Regions from separate parts of the Mus musculus genome. Here region 2 is linked to region 1. The links are chromatin contacts, called in public HiCAR-type maps. All regions are on one chromosome and are shown on one strand. Each heading gives the region's core, a stretch centred on a gene start, on an enhancer-like site or on the middle of the called end of the contact. The rest is flanking DNA. Distances are from core to core; before and after follow the strand shown. Region 1 overlaps Tmem184b (transmembrane protein 184b). Region 2 has its middle 11 kb from the start of Gm41359.

Region 1 (4,866 bases), core at 560-3,059:
AGCCAAGGCCCAAAGGAGAGACTGTCTCCCTATCTTGCAGAAAAGCATCTGAGTGGCAAAACCCGGGAAGGGAAAACTGAGGCTGGCCTCAGTGCCAGGCGCTTCCGTCCTAGACATTGGAACTAGCTCTACACTGCCTCTATGCAAGCTTCCTAGGACTGCCTTCAAAATGTCCTCAGATGCCTTTGTGACATTCCTTCACAGGACAGTGCTGCTGTTTGAAAGGCGCTCCCGATGACACCCTCAGAAACATCAATCGAGGAAGGCTCTATGCAGGGCTTTGGGACCAAAAACAGTGTTATCTGGCATCAATTGAAAAAAAAAATCTCAAAGATACTCCAAAGATACTATGAAATAGAATTTTTTTTAGCTGATTAAAAATAAAAAATTCAGCAGGGTGTAGTGGCGCACGCCTTTAATCCCAGCACTCAGGAGGCAGAGGCAGGCGGATTTCTGAGTTTGAGGCCAGCCTGGTCTACAGCGTGAGTTCCAGGACAGCCAGGGCTACACAGAGAAACCCTGTCTCGAAAAACCAAAAACCAAAAACCAAACAAACAAACAACCAAACAAACAAATTCCCAGTGACTCTGAGTGTTCTGCATGCCCATGTTAGAGACTCTGGGGCAAATGCCTGTTTGGTTTATAAGAAGCATCTGACTGACAGAGGCAATGGAAATGTACCAGCTAATTCTGACAGCTCCTTTGTACAGTCAGTGGCTGAGACGGATCAGTGAGTGGAACACTGACTGTGAGCCAAGGCAGAAGCCCTGGCCCCTGCTGTGGCCTGCGCTGCCACAGGGGCATGGGCAGGGAGCTCTATCAGGGAAGGCAGGGTCGGGCCTTCCAGATGCTCCCTCCACAGCGCCAAAGCTCGCCCACCCTGAACACGCCAGCCAAGGAAGCCAGAAGGCCTGTGCTATCAATGACTCCAACTTTAAGGCTCATGACATCAGCTTGCCCTCTGACCTCTATGTGGAATGGATCTTACAGATAAAGGGTAACAGGAAGGGTGATTTTGCAAAATCTTACCAGTACACCAAAACCCACACTCAAAAGTCCTGGTGTTTGTTTATCTGTGTACATGTGCCGTAAGTGTGCACCATGTGCACGTGGGCGGAGACCAGACGAGGCTGTCAGGTATCCTCTGTCGCTCTTGGCCTTTCTCTCTTGGGACAGGTCCCTTGCTGAACCTGGGGCTCACTATTTTCTGGCTAGAATGACAGCAAGCTGGGTTACCGATATGCAAGGCCACATCTGGCTTTTTATTTACAATGTGCTGGGGAGCCAAACACAGGTCCTTATGATTGCAACAGAAAGGTCTCTACCCACTGAGCTATCTTAAAGCCCTAGTTTGGTTTTTGCTTGTTTTGTTTTTAGACCAGGTCTCCTCTCCGTCCCCAGTGCTGGGATTAAAAAGTATGGCAAGTTTGGGGGTTCGACTGCTATTAAAGGTGTGTAATCAATAGTACAGCTAGCCAACGGCCACTGACGCCTTGTCTTTCTGCAGTCTCTGTACTAACTGATCCCAGCACAGTCCCTTAGCCTCCAGCCCCCAGCCCCAGGCTTCAGATCATGCAGACAGTAAAGCCAAGCACTTGCTTGGCTCCCCAGTGGCCCACCTGCCTTAAGTGCTGTCACCCCACCTCCCACCGTTTGCCTGACAACTCTGAAGAGGCCAGGTCTCAAGCTGGCACTTTGTCCCCGACCCTGAGTCAGGTGGTAGAGCTAGAGTCTGAACCTTACCGAGCTGGACCTGAACAGGTGAGCTGGTGTTTATCTTGGGAGCAGAGCAAAGGCGTGTACTGTCCTGTTGCCATGGCCTCTGAGGCACAAGGTTAGCAACCAGAAGTGTGCACACTTTCAAAAGGTACAGTGTAGGGCTAGAAACGTGGCTCCGTGGGTAGAACTGTTGCTTAGAACAGCACCCTAAGTTCCATTCCTAGTACTATATAAACCAGATGTGGGGGCTCATGTCTGTAATCCCATAGAAGGCTTAGAAGTTTAAGACTAGCGTTGGCTACACAGTGAGCTGAGGCCAGCCTGGGGTGTGTAAGATTGTTTCAACAAAATTAAATGCGTAAGTAAGTAAATAAATAGATTATAGTACTGCATATGGTCTGGCATTCACACAGGGGTCTAGGCAACCCCCCAAACCTCCCATGCATAGCACTCCCATAGAGAAAAATGTAGCTCACTTGCCTCGGTAAAACCTTTAAAGGTTATAATTAGTCTCACATCAATTCAGGTCAGATTTTGGCTGCAAAATGAGTCTGCTGCTGACTAAGGAGGAATTTCTGGGGTTTCTGCAAGATCTGGAGTCTCCTGTGGTGGAGAAGGAACATGGCTAGGGAGGCTTTGCAACACAAGGACTGACTTCCACACTTACAACATTCCCCCCAAACTACTCAGCACTGACAGGAGTGGACTCCCCAGTGACCAAGGCCTCTGGCCTCCTGTCTGAGCCTCAACAGCAGAAGCCCTGTCACCCTACACGTGTGAGGTGAGCACATATCTGAGTGCCCAGGTGCTTCTCCTCTGTCCTGATCGTTATGGTAACAAGACCACTAACTCTCACCTCACCAAAAACATCACCACCACCTTGGGCCCCACCCACTCCAGCAGAACCTGGCAGTGCTCAGCTCAGCATTCCTGTTTCCCACATTCTCTAGGTCCATGATGCCAGGCACAGAGTAGGGACATGGGAAGAGGCAACTGCGAGCTACTGAGCAATGCAGAGCCTGGCCTTGTAGCCACCCAGCACGCTCTGTGGGCTCTGTCATCTGGACCCTCCGCACTGCTGACACTTTGCGGCTTGGCTTGAGCAGGAGTGTTCTGCTGGAAGGAGGTATGGAGAGAGCAAAGGATGGAAGCTGGATTACATCCACCGTCTTCTAGCCTGAGAAGGCCACACCAAGTAGAGCAATGGACTATTACAGGGGTGGAGAGGCACAGCACCATGAAGGCAAGTTTATGAAAACAGACTCTGTCACCAGCTGTCACTCAAGCAAGGGGAGAGTCACTGTCAGAATAAGGAAGTTCCCTGAGTTAGAGACACTCACCACAGGTGGGCTCACACCTGATTTCTCCATGACAACACTGTAAACTTCTGGAGGTCAAAGTTCATGTTTCAGGGCACCTGCTTTGGGGACTGGAATGTTCTGCCCTGTCCCCTACTGCCTACACATGGCCACCTTCTGTCAGATCCACAGTCTTTTCTCTCACGGCCTTTTCCACTATCATGCTATCTGGCTGGATGACAGTGACACGAGGCTGGAATGTATCTGCTGAACACTGATTTGGGGACATGGGCATGGCATGGACAATGGTGTGGAGCCAGCCTGTGCCCTCCTGATGTTTCGGTAGGCTTGTGCCAACAAGGCCTCACTCAGGAGCAGTTGAACAGGCCACTTGTGACAGATACTATGCAGCTCATAAAGGCCTTGGCCACATGCAAAGGAGACTTAACTGGTCAGAGCACCCAGACAGATGAGTGCTCTGGGCAGAGACCCTCCGGTGGCCACCATGACAAAGGACAGGGCTCATGTTGAGCCTCAGGCCTGTGGCTAATGGGAAAGAAGGAAACAAGCTTGGGGTAACCCAGCTCTCAAAACAGGGGGTAGCCAATACACTATGCTCTCCACCTTACACCAGAGGGTCAAGGGAGTGGAATGTGACCCAGAAGGGACTTGAGAACATGGCATCGGAGGGAAGTGGGAAGGCGAGTCTGGAACACATTTCAACCAGGCCCTAGGAAATGAACTGTGTCAAACCCAGGAACCCACTCAGTAAACTTCCCCTCCTCCAACACACACCATGTCTGCAGCCTCCTCTGGGAAGACAGGCCGCTGTCCCTCTGTGAGGACAGCCTCCTCACACTGCCCTCCCCACACTGTCCCCTCACACTGCCCTCCCTACTCTGCCCTCCCACTCTGCAATCCTCACACTGCCCTCCCCACACTGCCTGGCCTTTCTTCAACCTTGAGCCCTGGAGCCACGTCACCAACACCTGACTCCAAGCTCTGCCACTCTAGCTGTGTGTCAGAGACAAATTATGCAACCTCTCTCTGCTTGGCACAAAGGGCACACAGCCACGCCCAAGCCAGAGGCGCTTCCAGGAAAAAACAAGACTCAAGTACTGCACGCTGCTGCTGCCATCACTATTACTGGTCTCACACAAATGCATCCTCCCATCACAGAGGGGTGTGGTGGGGTATCACATTCCCACCAGCCGCTGAGCCCAGGCTGGCCCTACTTCTGGTCTCTGATTCTCTTTAATCTTGTGGGTGTGTGCAGTGTGCATGCTTGTATATGGTATATGTGTGTATGATGTTTGTGTGTGGTATATACGGGGTATTTATGTAATGTGTATGGTGTGTCTACGGTATATGTGTGATAGATATATATATGCATATGTGTATATGTGATGTGTGTGTGAATATGCTATATGCATGCTTGGTGTGTGTGTGTAGCATGGTATGTATGTGTGTACTATGTGTGTGTAGCCTGGTATGCATGTGTGTACTGTGTGTGTGTAGCCTGGTATGCATGTGTGTACTGTGTGTGTGTATACATTACACATGTGCAAGCAAAGACCAGGAGGATATTGGATATTACTCTGAGGAAAGGTCGAGTTCCTGTGTTTGGGTTAGAGCTGGCTGGCAGTCAGCAAGCGGCAACAGTCCTCCTGACTCTGAGATGACTTATGCATGTGAGACCACAGCCAGCTTGTTCAGTGAGTGACAGGATCTGAACTCAGGTCCTCATGGTGGTGCTTACAAAAAGCACTCTTAACCACCTAGCCCTCCCTCCAACCTCACTTCACCCCAAACCTCTCCCCTTTTTGAGACAAGGTCTCACTGTAGCTGA
Region 2 (4,897 bases), core at 2,046-4,545, 89 kb after region 1:
AAACTGCACACCAGTCTTCTACAAAGAGGGTGCGCACAGTCTTCAGCCCTGGGCCATCTCCCCGTCCCCATGCTAATGTTAGGAAGTGTGTAAGAGTTTAGAATTGTTATATCTTCCTGGTGTTGTCTTCCTTAATGTATTCTAAAAATGCCTTTGCCTTGAAGTCTAGTTCATCTGACATCATGATAATGACAATTCTTTTGATCTTTCTCCAAACAAAGCAGGGCAATTCATTGCCGCCTCCTCTCCTTGTCTGAGTCAAATCACTTCCAAGTTGCCAGGTGGCCTTACTAAGAGGTGACTCAGTTTCTTATTTAAAAATATTTTTTTATCTTAGAAAATTTCAAGCATATACAAAAGAGAACAGTGTGGATTGAGCCCCAAGTTACTCTGCAACTTAGACCCGATACCTTTAGCTCCCATACCGACTTCAAGAAAATCTCATGTCATGTCGACCAACTCTAAATATTTGAGTATTAGCCTCAAGAAGTAGATTTTTATTTATTTTTGAAGATAGGGGTCACACTATTATCTGTGGTTGGCCTGGAACTCACTATGTAGACCAGGCTGGCTTCGAACTCACAATAATCTGCCTGCCTCTGCCTCCTGGTGTGCTGGGATTAAAAGTGTGCTAACCACACTCAGCAAGACCCTTCTTTAAAATAACACACACAGACAAACAAACAACAACAACAGAAAACCAAATTCCTCCACCACCATCTAGGAGAATCCCCTAGCCACATCTGATGTCATCTTTAAAAAAAAAAAAGATTTATTTATTTTATGTATATGAGTACACTGTAGATGTCTTCAGACACAGCACAAGAGGACATCAGATCCCATTACAGATGGTTGTGAGCCACCATGTGATTGCTGGGAATTGAACTCAGGACCTTCAGAAGAGCAGTCAGTGCTCTTAACTGCTGAGCCATCTCTCCATCCCCTGATGTCATCTTTTAGTAACCTCTGTTCACTTTGGAATGTAGAAGAAGCCCAGAGGCTATGATGGGTCATCATCATCATGTTCCACCAACTACATAGTATCCCAGCATGGTGAAACCACTGCCTTTCTCAGGTAAATAAACAGCACCAAGCAAGCAGCCTGGTTAAATGAGGTGGAGCACATACAGACATTAAGGTAAGACGGGGACTTATTAGTAGGAGGAAGGGACACAAGAGGGTGGGGATGAGTGAGGACAATGAGAAGATAACCAAGTCCCCTCCAGCCCCACGGTCCCCCCTCCACCTCTTATTTTCCTTGAGATTTGTTTGTTGAAGCTATGTTCTTTGTGCTTTGTATGAACATGTGTCCTTTAAAGAAATCGGACACCTGACCAACTTTAGGAGCAGATAGGATCTGATGCTGCAGTGGGGAGGGCACTGGGAATTAAACCCAGGTGTGCTGATTAGTCTTGTAAACTTGACACATACTGGAGTCACCCAGAAACAGAAAGCTTCATCAGCTTGGTCGTGGGGGCACTTTCTTGATTAATGGTTGCCATGGGAAACTCTAGCCCACTGTGGGCGGTGTCATCCCTAGGCAGGTTGTGGCTGAGTGAGCCTAGGTGCAAGTCAGTGAGCAGCATCTTCATAGTCTCTGCTTCCGTTCCTGGGCTCAGGTTCCTGCCTTAAGTGTTGTTCAGGCCTCCTGAGATGGTAGTCGATTGCCCAGAATTGTAAGGTGAAAGAAATCCTTTCCTCTCCTACTTACTGTTAATCAAAGTATTGTTTTGGTGTTTTGCTTTGCTAAAGATTTATTTAGCTGAGCGTGATGGCATATGCCTTTAATCCCAGCACATGGGAGGCAGAGGCAGGTGGATTTCTGAGTTTGAGGCCAGCCTGCTCTACAGAGTGAGTTCCAGGACAGCCAGGGCTACACAGAGAAACCCTGTCTCAAAAAACAAAAACAAACAAACAAACACCCAGAAACACCCCCCCCCAAAAAACCAAAAGATTTATTTATTATTATATGTAAGTACACTGTAGCTGTCTTTAGACCAGAAGAGGGTGTCAGATCTCGTTAAGGATGGTTGTGAGCCACCATGTGGTTGCTGGGATTTGAACTCAGGACCTTCGGAAGAGCAGTCAGTGGTCTTAACTGCTGAGCTATCTCCCCAGCCCCCAAAGTATTATGTGTTTGTTTGCTCGCTTACTTTGTTTTGTTTTTGAGATAGGGTTTCCTTGTGTAGCTTTGGCTATCTTGGAGCTTGCTCTGTAAATCAGGCTGGCCTTGAACTCACAGAGATGCATCCACCTCTGCTGTGATTAAAGGCATTCACCACCACTGCTTGGTTAGAGCATTTGATCACAGTGACAGGAAGCAAATGAGAACACAAGACTTCACCAATGCCCTGCAAGCATTCCACCATTGAGACACATCCCCGTGTGTGTGTGTGTGTGTGTGTGTGTGTGTGTGTGTGTGTGTGTGTGTGTGTGTGTGAGAGAGAGAGAGAGAGAGAGAGAAAGAGAGAGAGAGAGAGCCGTTTATTTTTAATACTGAGTCTTTAAAATCAGTAGGTATCTTCCATGCATGGCACCTTCCTGTGAGAGCAACTATGAACTGGGCTAAGGTTGCAGTAGTCACAGGACCTCACCTCTCATACAGCAACATGGGATCAGCACAGGGCAGAATGCACTTTGCAAACACAGGCGCTCTCAACAGGGTTGTACTCACAGCCTTGCTAAATTCCAGCCTCTTTACTGCCCAACCCCCCTCTGGACCTCCTCAGAGAGGGCTAGCCAGCCCCAGGTCCCAGAGACCACCCCTGGGCTGGGCTGGGCAAAGGGATAGCCCCAATATTGTCCTTCTCCCTTCCTGCCCCCTACCTAGCCTGCCATACTTTCCTGACTACTAAACACTTTGGTGGGTGAACTTTCCCTGGAAGGAGACTGAGGGATCGTTCTGTGGCCCTCTGAGGCAGGAGAGGAAACTGAGGCAAACCACTCCTGAAGTTGAGCTGCGGGGGGCTTCCATGTGGACGACTGGCAGCTGAGGGTCTCCAGATGCCCCTGAGGTGGCTGGGCCTGGTCTTCACCAGGCAGACTGAGTACCAGGCTCTCTCCAGGCAGGAGCCAGTCACTGCAGAAAAGGACTGGAAAAGAGCCTTTGCGGTTGTTGGGTAGTCTGCCAGAGTCGACCCTGGACCTCAATTGAGAGGTGAGTTTTGAAGGCCGGGGATAAAAATAACAGCCATTAGCTGGGCTGAGTGCTTCATCTGGCCACTCAGAGCAGCCCCAAGGTGGCAGTCCTCATGTCCTCCTCCTGCAGATCAGCGAGCAGTGCCTCCTCCGCCAGCTGTGGAGAGGTTCGCCTGCCTCCATACAACCCAGCAGAACTGTCCCCAGCTTCCAGGTTCTATGAGACCTCTGGCAAGGTCACACAGAATGGACCTTTGTGTGTCCCCTCCAACTCTCATCTTCCTTCCTTGGCTCCCTGCCAGGTTCACTGTCTCTCCCCTCCCCCCGCCACGCCAACTGTCTCCCCAGGTTTCCACGGGCTTCAGCTAGACCCTTCAGGACTCTGAATAAGACTAGTGTTTCTTCCTGATTGCAGCTCACACCACCACTCAGAACAGCCCCAGTGATGGTCAGCTCACCTTGGGCAATGTGGCTGGGTCTGGAGTTGCCTTCAGTGTTCTATCTCTGTGACAAAATCCCCTTTAAAATTAACTAAATAGGGGGAGAGGTGTATTTTGAGATGGGTTTGGGGGGGGGTGATGGGATGGGTAGAAACAGGACTTCACGCAGCTCAAACCATCTTCAAATGACTCCTGTAGTTAAAAATAACCTTAAACGCTGGCCCCTGGGCTGGAGAGATGGCTCAGCGGTTAAGAGCATTGACTGCTCTTCCAGAGGTCCTGAGTTCAAATCCCAGCAACCACATGGTGGCTCACAACCATCCGTAATGAGATCTGATGCCCTCTTCTGATGTGTCTGAAGACAGCTACAGTGTACTTACATATAATAATAAATAAAATCTTTAAAAATCAAATCAAAACAAAACAAAACAAACAAACAAACAAAAAAAAAACGCTGGACCTTCCTGCTCCCACCTCTCAAGTGCTGGGATTACAAGTGGGTACCACCCCACCTGGTCTGGCACAGGGAATTGTACCTGGGACCTTTGTGTCTCAGACAAGCACTCTACCATCTTAGCCACGGCCTCAGCCTGAAGGGTAGATTTTGGCTCTTGGTTTTCAAGGTTCTCCCCCATAGTAAGCTCCTTTTAGGTCTCTGGGCATCAGACGGTGTGCACACACTCAGCAAAGGTTCTACCTCAGGGTAGCTTTCAAGAGCCTACCCCTGAGGACCTCCCGATGACCCACCTCCAGGTGACCTGACTCCTGAAGGTTCTACCACCTCTCTCTCAACACTGTCACACACTGGCAGCAAAGCCTTTAACCAGAGGGACCTTTGGAGGAATGTTCTGGCTGCAAATCATGTCATGACCATAGGCTGAGATGCTGCGAGCCCAGAGCTTGGAGCTGTGACAATATTGCTAGAGTCTCTGCTTCATCTCCAGCTCCCTACCTCCCCACCCACCCCTGTCACTCACTGTCACCTCCCCTTCTCCCAGGACCCCTTAGTAGACCTAGCATCTTTGGTCCTCAGCCTGCATCCTCTGCCAGCCACCAGTGTGTGGCAAAGCCCAACGAGGAAGGGAAAGCCTCCTTGTCCACGCCTTCCCGACAGGGCCCAGGCCATAAATAGCCCCTTTCCTTTTCTCCTCTGTGAGCCCCATTGCCCATGCCCTGCCTCCCCTCACCTGTCAGAAGGGACTGGAATCTGTCCATCCCTTCTACTCCCTGTCATTAACCTGTCTGCTTCCCCACTGCCCACCCTGAGACTTCTCGCAGGCTTGACAGGTCCTCAGCCCCAGGCTGCCCCCTCCCTTTCC

What was found. HiCAR-type assays count read pairs that join an accessible place to other places.
Region 2: a HiCAR-type map of PVALB interneurons shows a contact between it and region 1, with 2.4 times the contacts expected there. The contact joins two enhancer-like sites. A contact is called at or near these places in 17 of 39 promoter capture datasets (the 3T3-L1 cell line, 3T3-L1-derived adipocytes, the C10 cell line and 10 more), 4 of 15 datasets of contacts at CTCF or cohesin (the NIH/3T3 cell line, embryonic stem cells, large pre-B cells and 1 more), 80 of 484 Hi-C or Micro-C datasets (the AML12 cell line, B cells, the Ba/F3 cell line and 47 more), 14 of 115 datasets of contacts at active chromatin or transcription factors (the HPC-7 cell line, PVALB interneurons, astrocytes and 8 more) and 3 of 9 other capture datasets (adipose tissue, liver and pancreatic islet).

What each region holds. Positions count from the first base shown.
Region 1 is chr15:79,386,597-79,391,462 of GRCm38.p6, forward strand. The region is part of intron 1 of Tmem184b (transmembrane protein 184b); the gene reads right to left. Among named protein-coding and RNA genes, the nearest start is that of Gm52190, 10 kb to the left of the region's middle. Within about 2 kb of position 1,810, at least 49 of the 459 cell types and tissues checked have an H3K27ac peak or open chromatin away from gene starts, as enhancers often do. A contact at or near this core is called in PVALB interneurons, where this site is marked.
Region 2 is chr15:79,474,191-79,479,087 of GRCm38.p6, forward strand. No RefSeq gene overlaps it. Among named protein-coding and RNA genes, the nearest start is that of Gm41359, 11 kb to the left of the region's middle. Within about 2 kb of position 3,296, at least 3 of the 459 cell types and tissues checked have an H3K27ac peak or open chromatin away from gene starts, as enhancers often do. A contact at or near this core is called in PVALB interneurons, where this site is marked.